Linked DNA regions of Mus musculus: all the other regions are linked to region 2. A link is a contact called in public targeted proximity ligation data. All regions are on one chromosome and are shown on one strand. The core of a region is the stretch at or near the end of the contact, and the rest is flanking DNA. Distances in the headings are between cores, read along the strand shown. Region 1 holds the start of Chka (choline kinase alpha). Region 2 holds the start of Rps6kb2 (ribosomal protein S6 kinase, polypeptide 2). Region 3 holds the start of Kmt5b (lysine methyltransferase 5B). Region 4 holds the start of 1810055G02Rik (RIKEN cDNA 1810055G02 gene). Region 5 holds the start of Rce1 (Ras converting CAAX endopeptidase 1).

Region 1 (2,700 bases), core at 193-2,692, 310 kb after region 2:
CTTCTGCTCACTGAGTGCCAAAGGTGAATTTCTGGAGCGGGAGGGGGTTGTGATCAAACTACAGACTAGAAGTACTACAAGGAAAAGTTCCCCGGGGATTTTTCCTCCCTCTTTTTCTTTTTCTTTTCTTTTTTTTTTTTTTTTTTTTTTTGTTTGTTTGTTTTTTCGAGACAGGGTTTCTCTGTGTAGCCCTGGCTGTCCTGGAACTCACTCTGTAGACCAGGCTGGCCTTGAACTCAGAAATCCGCCTGCCTCTGCCTGCGGAGTGCTGGGATTAAAGGCTTGCGCCACCACGCCCGGCTCCTCCCTCTTTTTCTAAAGCCCAGCCACAACATCCCTTTTTCTTTTCTTTCTTTTCTTTTCTTTCCTTTTTTTTTTTTTTTTTTTTTCGTTTTTCGAGACAGGGTTTCTCTCTGTAGAGCTGGCTGTTTTGGAACTCACTTTGTAGACCAGGCTGGCCTCGAACTCAGAAATCCGCCTGCTTCTGCTTCCCGAGTGCTGGGAACAACATCCCTTTTTTCATTCAAGGCCCTCGCAGAGAAACGGCTTCCTAGACACATCTATTTTGAGCTTTGGTACAGAATGTGCTTGTATAACTACATAGTATTGTTCTTCCGCAAGGGACGGCAACCCAGCACACATTTTCTCAAAGCTCGCCCGCAGGCGGCCTTCCGCGCTGCGGGGTTTGTGCTCCGGACACCGGCGCGGCGATCACCTCTACCCAAGCCGCCGCCCCGCCCCGCCCTCCAGCCTCACCCCCCACCGCCCCCACCACCACCGCGCGGTGCCGCAGCCACTGACCTGATGACACTGATGTGGAACTGGTCCTCGCGAAGGCCTCGCCAGGCTCCGGGCAGGAATTCCTTACACCACAGGTAGGCCCTGCGCCTGGTCCGGGGCTCGGGTTGTTCGTCCGCTAGCGGCGGTGATGGCGGCGGGGGCAGCGGCAGGGGCGGCGGCGGCGGCGGCGGCAGCGCGAGAGGTTGGGTTCGGCCACCAAGCTGCTTGGACTCCAGCTCGCCTGCGGCGTCCCGCTGCTGCCCTACGCCGGGCGTCGGGGCAGCGTTGCCACCGCAGCTCAGCAGCAGCCCGAGAGGCGACGGCTCGGCCTCGCCCCCGGTGCAGAACTTGGTTTTCATGCTGGACAAGCGGCCGAGAAGGCGCGGGCGGCCACAGCACGAGAGGGCCACACTCAGGGTCCGGCTGGATGCCCGCCTCTGGGGGCCGGCGCGGGGAATGGCTCGCCGGCTTCACTGACCGGCCGGGCGGCGGTTGTGGGAGCGCGCGGGGAGGCGACGTCGGCGACGGCGGGGAGAGGCAGCAATGGACGTCAGGCAGCAGTAACGAGAGACGAGCGCGGGAGGCTGACGGCAGGCGACTGCTATAGGGGGCCGCGGCGCTCGCTCCTTTACAGCGCTGCACGCGGAGAGCCCAGCGTCACCGCCCGCCCCCGCGCTCGCCGCTGATTGGACGCTTTGGCGCATCACAACCGCCGCCACCCTCGCCACGCCGCTTTCCCATTGGCTGCGGCACAGCCCCTCCTAGGCTCAGGCGGTGAGTCCACGATGAGGGAGGGGTCGGCGCACCGGGGGCGGGGCCTTGTCTAGGGGTCGCGAGGGTCCTGTAAAGGCTATCTCAATTGCCTGCACTCACAAGGTGGCGCCTTTGCGGACTCGAGCCTCTTAGGGCAGGAGAGGCGAGGCTTCTGCAGCTTTGGCAGACCCTAGAGTGGATGTTGAAAGGGAAACTTTCCTTAGACGCCCCCAGGTCTGAAAGTGATGATTTGAAAGGCCCCGGGGACTTTGCAGGAAAATGGTGTCTGGAGGCTGGCTGCTCTTTCCGCGTGACCTTAGGGCAAGGCAGCTCCCAAAGGAGCTCTGTGGGTGTGTTTTTACAACATTTCCGAGGCCCTGTTCGAGATGCTTCCATGCCCAATACAACTCCTGGCCGGAGGCGTTATCCATCTGCAGGTCTAATATCAAAAAGAGATTGGGTCAAGGCCACACACCCACTTGCCAGCTGGCTGCGCTCTCCGCTCAGAGAGAAGCCTCCCCCTCTACGTGCCTGCAGCCTCAGTTTCCCTGTCCGTGGTGCTGAGGATGTCAGCTAGATTCTCAGGACATCTTCCTAACAGACTGGCCTCAACGGCCTCCAGAATTGCCGGCCAAAGGTGCTTGGTTCGCGATTCCTGGCTTTGTGGATGCTGTCATCTGCCCCCCCCCTCTTCCGGGCTGTCCAGTCGCGTGACCATGACTAATGTACCTTTGCCCTAGGGCATGGAAGGGGGCCAAGGCCCCTATGCTGTATGCCCACACATTGCCTCATTCTTTGGTCTCATCATTCAGTCCTTCCAGGAAGTAATTGAGGCTACAAAGAATATAAAACTACAGGTCTGTGTTGTGGGGTATAGCTAGAAAGAGAGATTTCTTTCTAGCTATACCCCAGCATGCAGAAAATGGCTTCTTTGTGGGTTTTCACAGTCTGCTGGAAGCCAAAAACTCTTCAAAAAGAGTAGGTAGGTACTTATCTGGACTTACTCCCCCAAAAGTGATCTTACTGAACAAAAGAGTGCAAATAATCTGTGCATAATGGCACATGCTTTTAATCCCAGCACTTGAGAGGCACAGAGGCAGAGGCCAGATCTCTATGGGCTGAAGACCAGCCTAGTCTACACAGTAAGTTTCAGGACAGCCCAAGTTC
Region 2 (2,956 bases), core at 75-2,574:
GGAAGCAGGCTCAGAGAGAGAAAAAAAAAAAAAGACTGCCTCCAAGTTCCTATTATAGTGGATGTAGACAGAATGCCAAGGCCAACCTTCTCTGTTTACTGTTTTAAACGCTCAGTTAGCCTCCAGGTCCTCTCTCCTTTCTATCTTCATTTATAGGCAGCACTCAGACTCCTAAACACCTGCCTCCCATACACCACACACGATCTCTACCAGCTTTGTTGCTTTGGCCTCTGGCATTCCTAGCTAGCTTGGCCCTGGGACTTCTGTGTACACCTTTCCTCATTTTAGGGAGCTAGCTACTCTGAAAACACCTGTCTTTGCTCAGGAGCCGAGGACAGCTCCTGAAACCTGCCTACCTAAATAAAGACTTGTTAACTAGTGAAGTATCCGGAGTCCAGTGTTTTAGCTAGTGCTCCCCTCCCAGGTTCAGTAGGTGGGGAGCTGGGAAGTGGGAGGGAGAGGTAGAAAGCACCCCATTGGCTGGGCCCCAGGGTTGACCTTTGCTACGGGCTTACCTTATATCTACATGTATGTTTGAGATTTTTTTTTCTTGAATTATAATCCTAAATCATATTCAGGCAGTAATCCCTCTGCAGACCTGGATACCCCTAAATTTTGTTCATCTGAGTTCATATCCTATACCTCAGTGGGCATCCCGTGTGCAATGGAAAAGCTATCCAGACAGACTCCAATAGAAATGGACAGGCTTCGTTTGGGATCGAACCCCAGCAGTCACTTGCCATTTGTATGGCAAGTGATTTTACCCGCTGAACCATCTCGCCAGTTCTCATCCATCCTTTCAACTATATTCTATTAAAATATCTATTCTGAACTAGGCAGCTCAAATACTCGGTATGCATACATTAGCAAAAGTCCATATTTAGGTGTGTTGAGCCCTTCAGAAAGGGAGCCTTGAAACAAAGCCCAGGCAGTCGCCCAGAAAATGTCAGACCTGCAGGGTCTGTGAGCTTCAGGGAGGTTGTATGGAGTGTCCCTAATACAGCTTACTGTCCCCTAATACAACCGAACAGACACAAGTTTTCTTTCTGGGCAGCTCACAGCACTAAGAAGGGCTGAGGAGTTGCCACTTAAACGTTCATGCATCTGTAATTCTGCCCATTAAATCTTGAACTTGCTCCAGAGTCAAAATGGGAGCCTCTGTGCGCGCGGCTCGGGGCGAGAGCTGGCCCAGGAGAAACCGACAAGGAAGATGGTCTAGTAAAGCCTATTCTATTCATAAGGCTTGCAGGATGGGAGGTCCAGATGTCTGGAACTACGACTCCCGAGAGGCTTTCCGACAGGCGCCATCTTTTCTTCCCACTCGACTTGAGAGTGGGTGAAGCTATTGCGTCAACAGAGCGAGCGGCTGCTGTCGCGGAGAAATGACGTAGGCACAGCCCGGTGCTGTCAGTCAGAGTTCTGCCTGGTCCGGGCCAAGGGTCCCGCGGGACCGGCGGGGCCATGGCGGCCGTATTTGATTTAGACTTGGAGACCGAGGAAGGGAGCGAGGGCGAGGGCGAACCGGAGTTCAGCCCTGCGGTGAGTGTTTCTCTCCGGGCGCGACTGGACCCGGGAGCCCGGCTGGTTAACCAAAACCCTGGCGCTCCCAACTCTGAGTGGTTTGTGACCCCTACAAACCCAGATCCAGCCCCAACCCCAACCCCAGCCCCAGCCCCTGGACCCAATCTTTCCTTTTCTATCCTTGGTCTCTCCTTCCCAACCTTTCCCCATCCCTGCTCCTGTCTTCTATCCTTGGTCCTCTCCCCTGGGCCAAGCAGTTGAGCCTAGGTTGGGAGGAGGTATTCTGGCACCTCCCATGGTTCTTATTACTTGGTTTCTCACAGGACGTGTGTCCCCTTGGCGAATTAAGGGCTGCTGGCCTGGAGTGAGTGAGGGTCTTGCTTGGGGGGTGGGGGTATGGAGTAGGGGTCGGGACTTGGAGTACACTAGAGCCTTTCCCTCATTAACTTATTCTGTCTTTAGGACAGTGGGACACTATGAAGAAGTAGAGCTGACAGAGAGCAGCGTGAACCTGGGTCCTGAGCGCATCGGGCCCCACTGCTTTGAGCTACTGAGTGTACTGGGCAAGGGGGGCTATGGCAAGGTACTAACATCCCTCTCTCCCTGGCGACCTCAGCTCTAGCCTGAGACAGCATACTATCCTTCACACCCAATAGGCTTGTAAATGTACGGAGTCTCTGATGGAATTCAGAGCTGGAGACCTGGGGGAAGGAAGGGCATATCCTTTCAAAATCTGATGGAGATCTTTACTGTTCCACCCTTAAGCTGAGTTTAGACCTTTTGGTCCCTTTAGGGTGGGGCAACCTTGAAGGTGGGGTGTGGTCAGAGAAGTTAATCCTGTCTCCCCTGCCCTACAGGTGTTCCAGGTGAGAAAAGTGCAAGGCACCAACTTGGGAAAAATATATGCCATGAAGGTCTTAAGGAAGGTGAGTCACTCGCTTAGCCAGCAGAGACAGAGTAGCTGCCATCCCCATCAGCCTGTGCCAGGTCTCGGGAAGACAGCCGGAAACATGATAAAGACAGTCCTTATCTTGACACTTGCTGACTTAGCATCTATTGTCATACATACGATTTTGGAGTAATTCTTGGATGGAAGAAGCTGGCCTGCTAGGGCACATATGGCAAGCTTTGATTGTCAGGACTCATGAGGACAGGCAGTACTGTTGGCATTCTGTGAATAGAAGCCCAGGATGCAGCGCAACAGGAACCCACGACAAAGAATTGTGTGGCTCAGTGTGTCAGCAGGGTCAAGTTGAGCTGAACTTGGTAGGATACTGTGTAGTCTCAGGACTTGAATGGGTAAAGCCGGAGGATCTGAGTGGTGGTAGGCCAGCACACCAGGGGCTACATAATGATACCTTGTCTCAAAGAACACAAGAAAGTATCAAGGGTGAGAGACTGAGAGGATAAACCGGTTCCGGAAAAGTTTACTGTT
Region 3 (2,845 bases), core at 259-2,758, 400 kb after region 2:
CAAACTGGCTGGCGTTTCTGTCAAAATAAATAAATAAATAAATAAGAACGGGGAACAGTTACAAGGAGAAGCGAGTTCCTCTAAGGAATCCATCCACTCGGCAGCCTCCCAACCCCTCAGGCCTGTGTCAGACAGTTTTAAGTCTAGAAAGCAGGTTTAAAAAACAAACAAACAAATCAAGTCAGGCAATCCATCTTGTCTGCTCCTCTGAGAGGACTGTCTCAGAGTGAGCGCCATCAGAAAGTTCAAGATGAACTTCACGTCTCCTCCTCTCCTTCTTGCACTCTGGCTGAACGAGCGGATGACAGATCGAGTGACGCCAGTGCCACTGCGTGGGGCCCGAGCGACTGCCCCCCACCCCCACCCCACCCCCGCGCGCGACAGTCTGAGCCTGGAGCAACAGGAAACGAGGCTCGGGCCAAAACAAAAACAACCGAAAGTTCGGCGAGCCGGCGCGAGCAGATTGGGCGAGACGCTTGCCGGCCGCCCATTGGAGAAGAGGAAAAACACAGTCCCCCAATCCCGAGCGGCCGAGCAGCTCCCCTCGTGCGGCCGCGACCCGGCCCTCGCCGACCGCTACCGCTCCCTTCCGGCCGCCGCCAACACTGCAGGCCGTGCTCGCTCGCCCGGCCGCCCCGGCCCCGCAGCCCCGCCCCGCGGCCCGGTTCCTGCACGCACGCACGCACGCACGTACGTCCTCCGCGGCTCACCGCCAGCACTGCCGGTCTTCCAGCACCGGGCCCGTCCAAGAGCTCCGCCACCGAGCTCCCGAAGCGCCCGGCTACACTTTTTGGTCCCTCCAGAAAAATTAATCACCAAAAAATATTTCCTCAGAAAAAAAAATTGGAGAGTAAAATCCAATATGGCGGCACGGACGTAGCACCGCCCGCTGCCTCCGCTGACGGAAGGGGGGGGGAAATAAAGGAGTCCGCGTCCGCCGAGGGGCCCCCCCAACCCTGCCGCCACGGCCACCACCGCGGCCCGCGCCAAGCCCCTGTCCCCGAGCCCTGGCTCGCAGCGCCGGGCCACCCCCGCCTCACAGTCCTCGGGCCTCACCTCCACCTCGCGCGCAGTCGCGGGATCTGAGAGGCATCCGCCGACTTCGGGGCTTCGCGTCCTGCGTTCTCGCGCAGCGCCGGGTGCCGCCTCCGGTCCCCGGGCGTCCTCACCTCATAGCCCCCGAGCCTCGCTGCCGCGCCGCAGACGCGTCGCCGCCCCCGGTGAGCCACCCGGACACCGCCCGGGCTCGGTGGAAGGACACGAAAAGGAGTCCACGACTGACGGCGGAGGGACACCACGCCGACACCGAGCGTGCGCGCACCTTTGCTCCGCGCTAGTGGCCGCGATGGCTTCGACGGAATTCTGCGGGAAGAGGCTGAGAGACACCAGAGAGAATGAAGTTCCCTGCCGCGGCACCCGACAGCGGAGGCACAAGAGTAAATCCCCCCCACCACCACCACCAAAGAAACCACGTCGTTGCCGTCGCTGAGCCTCGAGGCGGAGGGATCGCAGCGAGAGTCGTTCGAAGATCCCTCCGCCCGGCTGCCCTTTAAATCTCGGTGGAGGCGGCGTCGCCGCGCGCCCGGTGGGCGCCACCTAGTACCCCGGCCGCTTGCTGCCCCGCGGGGTTGGCCCCCGCCCCCGTCTCGTGCGCACCTGCACCTACCAGGGACAGCTCCCGAGCTGCGATTTCAGGGGGCAACTGCGAGGCGCACGGCGCTCCGGGCCCGCTGTGCCTCCGGGGTGCACTGAGGGGAGGCGGCCGGGAATGGCGAGTTTCTTTGTTGTGGGGATGGGTGTCGTTGGAAGCAGAAACACCCTTCAAGACCATGTGGGCCACCTGAACGGTACCACGCGGGAGGCGGGGAGGGAGCGTGCTTTGGGTCCCCCGTGCTGACACCGGCCGCTCCTTGAGCACCTACTGAGTGACAACCTTTCCACGACGCAGCCACTCCTCGCCCTCTTCGGGCTCAACCGGCGCAAGAAAGGCGGTTTGGTCCTCCGGGAGCTTGGGGCGGAAGATCCGGAGTGGCTTGCACCCACGCCTGGGGTATGGTGAAGCCCCACCCCTTGGATCTTGCAGTTGGATAAGGGGTGCCTCACAACAATAACGAGGGTCACATCCTTGTCCCTAACCAGACGTCGTTCCCAACGATCTGGTGTGTCCCTTTATTTGTCCCTCAGGGTAATCCCCAGAGGTCGAGAGTATTGTGGGTTCCAGTTTACACACAGGGAAATTGAGGCATGGACTAGTTGGGTGACTTTTCAACTACTCAGGGCTGGAGCCAGAGCCTCTTATACACTATTCTATGAAAAACGCAGGCTTTAAAGTGAAGCAGGTGGTTGGGACCTGAAGGAGGTGTTTGAGGTTGTCACGTATTGAAGCAAACACCTGAGTGAGGTGGAGGGTGTTATGGAAAGGTACGAAAATGTCCAGGCAATGGAAAGAAAGAATGCAACTCCAGCGACACATGAGACAGGGAGAACAGCTGAGGCCATTGCAGGAGGGCCCCAGCCTGCCTCGGTTCCCTGCAAACACCACTACCACACTGAACACTCACATACCTTAGCATAGTAGGCATTTTCTAGAGGATGGCTCAGCAGAGTCAAGCAAATACCAACTTAGCTCCCATTGCCCTTGCCTCTTTGATCTTGAGTACTTGACGACGCTTGTTATCCCCTTCCATAGATGGGAAACAGAGGCACAGAAACCTGCTAAGGACACATAGCTGGGAAGGTATATTTCTTCAAAACCAGAATTCCTGTGCTGACCTCAGCTGTGTGACCTGTATCCTCAGTCTACAGACCATCTTGGGAGTGGGCAGTGGGCATAGGAGACCAGTCA
Region 4 (2,740 bases), core at 150-2,649, 460 kb after region 2:
TCAATTCCATCGTGTCACACGGGCACACCCTTTCCACCACAGGGCAATGTCTATACACATAAGACTTTAAGTCTGCATTTCCTGAGCTGTTCCTACTAAAGTTCAGCCAGGTGACTTGTGTGAGTCCCCAAGTGACAACTAACCCTTGAGATGCTGCCCAATTCCTCTAATGTTTGTTTGACAGATTGCACTCCCAATCTTGCCTTGCCTTTAATGCCTTTATGATGTGTGGATTGCTATATACACATCACTAGACCTCAAATTGGTGAGCTTTTTCTCTGACATACACAGATTTCAATTCAAGAAGTCCAGACTCAGCAAAGACCATTAATAATCCCTATCAGCAGGGCCCCCGTCTCTACTCCACGCTAGGGAAGTTACACAATTACAGAACAGAAATTGGGAAAGCTAGTACAGGACAAACCACAGTCACCTACCTAATCCTGACACATCACCTGCTTGGACGTATTATGTACACAGACATTGCCCTGTGATCTAAAGGATGTATCCACGTGGCAGACATTAGCCCACGATCCCAGAACATTAAATATTATCTTAACTGCACCGCTTATCTCCAGGTATCTGAAAGTTCAGGTCTCACTACCAAAATGCCAAAGGTCTGTGTTCTAAACGCTTGCTAAGCCAGTATTTCTGATATTCTGCTGTCCAACAGGCGAGTCTAATTTATAAACGGAAAACCTGTATTTTAAACAGTTTGCTGGTTGACTTATTGAAATTTTAGAGCTGGTTCCTAGGGGTCGGGGTGTAAGTAATACAAGTTTTTAAGAGTTGGACTTCTAAGCTCCAGCCAGACCGTTAAGCGCACAAGCTAGCGGCCACAAGGGGAGGCAGGCAAGTAGACAAATGAGGAGGAAGGAAAAATGTGATGGATTTTCCTCATTGGTAGGTAGAAGAGTTTGGGGTGCAGGCCTCAACTATTTCCGAGACCAACACCTTCTAGGGTACAGCCTGATCCAAGACTCGCCTACTCTCGAATGTCCGTAGAGTGCTCGCAAACTGCCCAGCATCGACTGGCGATCGCCGTCAGCCCACCTCCTCCTCCTCCTCCTGCGCATCCATGCTTCTCTAAGGGCTCGGCCCATTCCTCCCTCCTCCGCCTTGAATCTCCATTCCTCACCGCCTAGCGCACCGGGTCCCCATTCATCCCTCCTCCGCCCCGCACCTCGCTGTCCATCCCCAAGCGGCTCATGGGGCCTTCACGACAGCTCCCTGGACAGCAGTGCGGGTCACTTACCCGGACGCGGCAGGCCCGTGGCCCTCACACCGCAGCGCAGCCACTTCAGCGATTCAGCCCCGCGCGGGGACGTGGACCGCAGCGAAACCCAGTTAGCTCAGCTCACTGGTGCGCGCTGGACCCCACCCGGACTGCCCCGGAAAGACGTCACGAAAGCGGGACCAATAGGCTGTCGCTGGCACGCGCGGCCGCGTGCGGTGGGCGTGGTTTGTTTAGGCCACGCCTGCTTCAGGAGCTGCCTTCCAACTTGGTCCCGCCTTGGCCACGCAGAGCTATTTGGAGCCGATCTAACGGAAGTGAGCGATCCAGGGACTTGTAGGCTATGTCTGTGTCTAGGGCTTTTCCCAGAAGCCGGGGAGAAGAGGGGTCAGATCAGGTGAGCGCAGATGTACTCGGACGATGGCTGGTCTGGACAGGGCAGCTCTAGAAGGCCTCATGAGGTACTTTATGAGGCTCTTCTGACCCGGTTCCTGATCTTTCTTCCCATCGGCTATTCAACTCCTTAAGGCGGTCCAGCCTTGTCCTTGCTCGCAGGCATGGCTTGGCTACTGAGGTTTGCTTTGCACACACTGCACCTGCCAGCTTCTGGCTAAGCATTTCACCTGAAAGGCAATACACTGATTTAATCCTGCAAGAAGATCTCGCTTTTGTTTTCAAGTCCAGAAACAGTCTCACAAAGGGCTTTGGAATTTTACACGTGGCATGACACGTGGGACGAAATGGAAAGCCTGTGAGACTTGCTTTTAATTTTAAAAGATTAGGGTTGGAGAGATGGCTCAGCAGTTAAGAGCACTGATGCTCTTGCAGATGACCCCGCTTGATTCCCAGCATCCACACGGTGGCTCACGACCATCTGAAAGAGCAGTTCCAGGAGATTCCATGCCTTAAGGCCTCCAGTGCACGTACATACATAATATGTATTGGAGTAGGCAAAATTCCCATACATAATGTTTGTATTTTATTTTTGAGTCAGGGTCTCTCTTTGTATCCCTTCTGTACTGGAACTCTGCATAGATCCAATTGTCCTTGAACTCACAGAGATCACTTGCCTCATGACTTCCTGTGCTAGGATTAAAGTCATGGGCCACTGCATCCAGCATACATAATTTTTAAAGAAAGAATTTAACGTAAAGTAGGTTTTGCAAGTCAGTAGGTGAATTCTGCTACTGAATGCCAATTTGTGTAAAACCCTTTTTAGGTCTCCTACCATGCCCATCCAAAGCGATCATCGTTGCCAGTTTTGTTTTGAGACAAGGTTTCACAGTCCAGCCCTGGCTGGTTTGGGGTTTCACAGTCCAGCCCTGGCTGGTTTGGGGTTTCACAGTCCAGCCCTGGCTGGTTTGGGGCTTGCTATGTAGATCATCCTAGCCTTGAACTCACAGAAATCTGTTTGCCTGCTGGGATTAAAAGTATGTGCCACCATGGCTGGCCTATTTCTAGTTTTATAACCTGTCTTGAGTCCTGGGATCAGAAACCAATGGACCC
Region 5 (2,958 bases), core at 71-2,570, 460 kb before region 2:
TGCGTTGTACTTAGTATGTGCACATTAGCCTTTCCAGAGAAACGTGCATTCATTGACTCAGGAGGAATCAGCCAAGGCAAGACTCTGTAAATCTGCACCTGCGAGGCTGGGGATGTAGCTCAGTGTCAGAGTTGGTTTGCTTGTCAATACCGAGTTTGATCCTCCTCTGTGTTTGTTCTTCCAAAACTGGATCTACTACGGATTAGTGATGGTGGTTCCCAACCTTCCTGACGCTGCCACCTTTTAATACAGTGCCTCGTGCTGTGGTGATCCCCAACCATACAGTTATCTTCAGTGTTACTAATTAACTGTCATTTTGCCACTGTTATGCACCACAGTGTAAGTATCTGATGTGCGACCCGCAGGTTGAGAACCGCTGAGCTAAAGCATGTTCACGAGTGTCTAATTCCAGCACTTGGGTGTTAGAAGCAAGATGATCACTTTAAGGCTAGCCTGGGTTTCAAGAGAGTCTGTCTGAACATCAACAACAAAAAGCTGCCTCTGTAGTAACTGCCTAGAACAATACCAGAGAGAGATTGAGTTGCTTATTGCCCGAAGCAAAGCTTAGGTTCAGAGAGGAACTTGAAATGCATATCACCTAGTTTGGGCGGAAAGTTAGATGTCGCCTATCATGGGAGGTCAGGTACTGAAATGTTTTCATCCGGAAAGGTGGAGCGGGAGAGTTAATTTAGAACGATACCCCTGCCCCAACAATCTCTGTAGCATTGGCACAAATCTTCGGGAGTAAGATGAAATGGGCTTGTTCTCTCCTAGAATCCATCGGGCAAGCAGAAAACAAGAGGCCCAAGAGGGGCAGCCCCAACCATGGCAGGGAAGAATCGCGAGTTCTGGGCTCAGCAAGAGACCGGAGCCCGCCAAAATCCGCCACGCGCGACCGCGAGCTCACCGAGGTCTCCCTCACTGCTAGAGGATCGCAGACCCAAGCGGCCCACGGCAGGGCCCAGGCGGCAGAGGCAGCTAGCCCTGCGGGCGGCCTGGAGGTACCGCAGCGAGAGCAGGGCGGGTGCGGGCCTGAGCTACCACCGCCGGGTCCTCACCACCGCCTCCTCTGCTCCCGCAGGACTTGTGGCTACAGGAGGTATCCAATCTGTCCGAGTGGCTGAATCCGGGACACAGGTCCTAAGCATTCTCTCTGAGACGCCCAGCAAGCCAAGGAAGCCCGGGACACGTGTGTCACAACTTCTGTATTTCAATAAAGCCGTTCCAAGCACAAAGTATCAACTATCGTGCAAGGGGAGGGGCGCCCGGGGGACCCGACAACTCGCGCCGCCGCCTGACGTCACCTACGCCGTCGCGTCACTGCCGCGCGCCACGGGTCCGGGCGTGATGGCGGCGCTGGGCGGGGACGGGCTGCGTTTACTGTCGGTATCGCGGCCAGAGCGGCAGCCCGAGTCAGCCGCGCTGAGCGGCCCGGGCTCGGGGCTGTGCTGCTGGGTGTCTGTGTTCTCCTGCTTCAGCCTCGCCTGCTCCTACGTGGGCAGCCTCTACGTGTGGAAGAGCGAGCTGCCCAGGTGCGGGGGATGCGCGCGCGGCCGGGATCTGCGCCCTCGTGGGGCGGGGCTGCGGGCGGAGCTTGGGCCGGACGGGGGTGGGGCCGCGTTGGCGTGGTTGCTGCAGGCCCCCCGGAACTTACTGTCCCTTTTCCTAGGGACCACCCCGCTGTTATCAAGCGGCGTTCCACCAGTGTCCTGGTAGTGTCCAGCTTGTCCCCTCTTTGCGTGCTGCTCTGGAGGGAACTCACTGGCATCCAGGTGCGAAGGAGGTGGGTGGGGCACAGGGCAGCTAGGGGAAGAATCTAGAATTTTGTGGGAGGGAACATCACTAACGCCCCCTTTCCTGTGGCTCAGCCAGGCACATCACTGCTTACCTTGATGGGCTTCAGGCTGGAGGGCATTTTCCCAGCAGCGCTGCTGCCCCTGCTGCTAACTATGGTGAGTCCTGCTTTATTTTTCCAACTCTGTTGTCACTAGTGTAATGACGTGCCCTGCTTGGGTACAGCTTTTGGCAGATGGAAGACAGGAATTATGATGTGGCCCCCTAAGCTTCTGGTGTACATGGCTGGGAAACCCTAGAACTCAGGAAACCTGAGGTCTGGTGAGGCTGACCAAGGGCATAGGTGTGGGCAAGGTCATTGGATTGTGGTAAAAGGCTTTCATTTTATGTTTGCCCCCCCCCCCCAGATCCTTTTCCTGGGTCCACTGATGCAGCTCTCTATGGATTGCCCTTGTGACCTGACAGATGGGCTGAAGGTTGTCCTGGGTGAGTCTTCAAGACTGAGGAAAAGGTAGGCACAGGCAGTCCAGAACACTGGGGAAAGGAGTCAGTGAGATGGTGTGATCTGGACTGAAGAGGTGAGATGTCACCTCTCAGCGTGTGTTTCCACATCAGTAAAATGGATTACATTGCTGAGTACCCTGTAAGTGTGATACTCAAGGAGGCCTGTCTGGACCACAAACAGCACTTGATATGGGCCAGACAGCATCTTCCCCTGCTCTCTCATCATTTGGCTTCCCCAAAGATTGGCCTTGGTAAAATTTGGGTGCCTCTGGAATTTTCTGTGACTCCCTCATCTACTGCTGCCTTCCCTTCCTGCTGCCAGCCATCTCAAGCCGTTGTAATTTGGTCTGATAAGGCTTGTTCCCTTCCCCATTCTGATTCCCAGGATCTCCTAAACTGAGTTTGGCTCGAGTAAATCTGTGGGAGAGGGCCCAGATGTCTCTAGTAACCAGGCACTCACTGCTTATCCTGAATATTCACTCTAGCCCCTCGTTCTTGGGCCCGCTGCCTCACAGACATGCGCTGGCTACGAAACCAAGTTATTGCACCGCTGACAGAGGAGCTGGTGTTCCGGGCTTGCATGCTGCCCATGCTAGCGCCGTGCACGGGTCTGGGCCCTGCTGTGTTCACCTGCCCACTCTTTTTTGGAGTCGGTGAGTC

Evidence for each region.
Region 1: a targeted proximity ligation map of pancreatic cancer cells shows a contact between it and region 2. A contact is called at or near these places in 1 of 39 promoter capture datasets (pre-B cells), 3 of 130 datasets of targeted methods (bone marrow-derived macrophages, embryonic stem cells and pancreatic cancer cells) and 2 of 9 other capture datasets (adipose tissue and pancreatic islet).
Region 3: a targeted proximity ligation map of pancreatic cancer cells shows a contact between it and region 2. A contact is called at or near these places in 2 of 39 promoter capture datasets (neural stem cells and pre-B cells) and 2 of 130 datasets of targeted methods (embryonic stem cells and pancreatic cancer cells).
Region 4: a contact with region 2 is called in a targeted proximity ligation map of pancreatic cancer cells. A contact is called at or near these places in 1 of 39 promoter capture datasets (neural stem cells), 1 of 484 Hi-C or Micro-C datasets (erythroblasts) and 1 of 130 datasets of targeted methods (pancreatic cancer cells).
Region 5: a contact with region 2 is called in a targeted proximity ligation map of pancreatic cancer cells. A contact is called at or near these places in 1 of 484 Hi-C or Micro-C datasets (the HL-1 cell line) and 1 of 130 datasets of targeted methods (pancreatic cancer cells).

Annotation. Positions count from the first base shown.
Region 1 is chr19:3,850,515-3,853,214 of GRCm38.p6, reverse strand. It overlaps Chka (choline kinase alpha), which reads right to left and starts at 1,442. Exons shown (of 12, transcript NM_001271496.1): 1 at 802-1,442. The coding sequence starts at 1,139. Gm51271 (predicted gene, 51271) reads left to right here and starts at 2,399; the gene lies at 2,399-2,448.
Region 2 is chr19:4,161,751-4,164,706 of GRCm38.p6, reverse strand. Rps6kb2 (ribosomal protein S6 kinase, polypeptide 2) reads left to right here and starts at 1,324. Exons shown (of 15, transcript NM_021485.3): 1 at 1,324-1,539; 2 at 1,845-1,885; 3 at 1,984-2,104; 4 at 2,379-2,447. The coding sequence starts at 1,462. It overlaps Carns1 (carnosine synthase 1), which reads left to right. Exons shown (of 10, transcript NM_134148.2): 10 at 1-383.
Region 3 is chr19:3,766,552-3,769,396 of GRCm38.p6, reverse strand. Kmt5b (lysine methyltransferase 5B) reads right to left here and starts at 1,508. Exons shown (of 11, transcript NM_001379678.1): 1 at 1,057-1,508.
Region 4 is chr19:3,706,952-3,709,691 of GRCm38.p6, reverse strand. It overlaps 1810055G02Rik (RIKEN cDNA 1810055G02 gene), which reads right to left and starts at 1,399. Exons shown (of 4, transcript NM_028077.3): 1 at 1,256-1,399. It overlaps Gm36608 (predicted gene, 36608), which reads left to right and starts at 1,524. Exons shown (of 3, transcript NR_167751.1): 1 at 1,524-1,631.
Region 5 is chr19:4,624,007-4,626,964 of GRCm38.p6, reverse strand. Rce1 (Ras converting CAAX endopeptidase 1) reads left to right here and starts at 1,320. Exons shown (of 8, transcript NM_023131.2): 1 at 1,320-1,532; 2 at 1,670-1,772; 3 at 1,869-1,952; 4 at 2,202-2,280; 5 at 2,784-2,951. The coding sequence starts at 1,348. It overlaps Gm960 (predicted gene 960), which reads left to right. Exons shown (of 15, transcript NM_001033447.3): 15 at 775-1,124. The coding sequence ends at 1,124.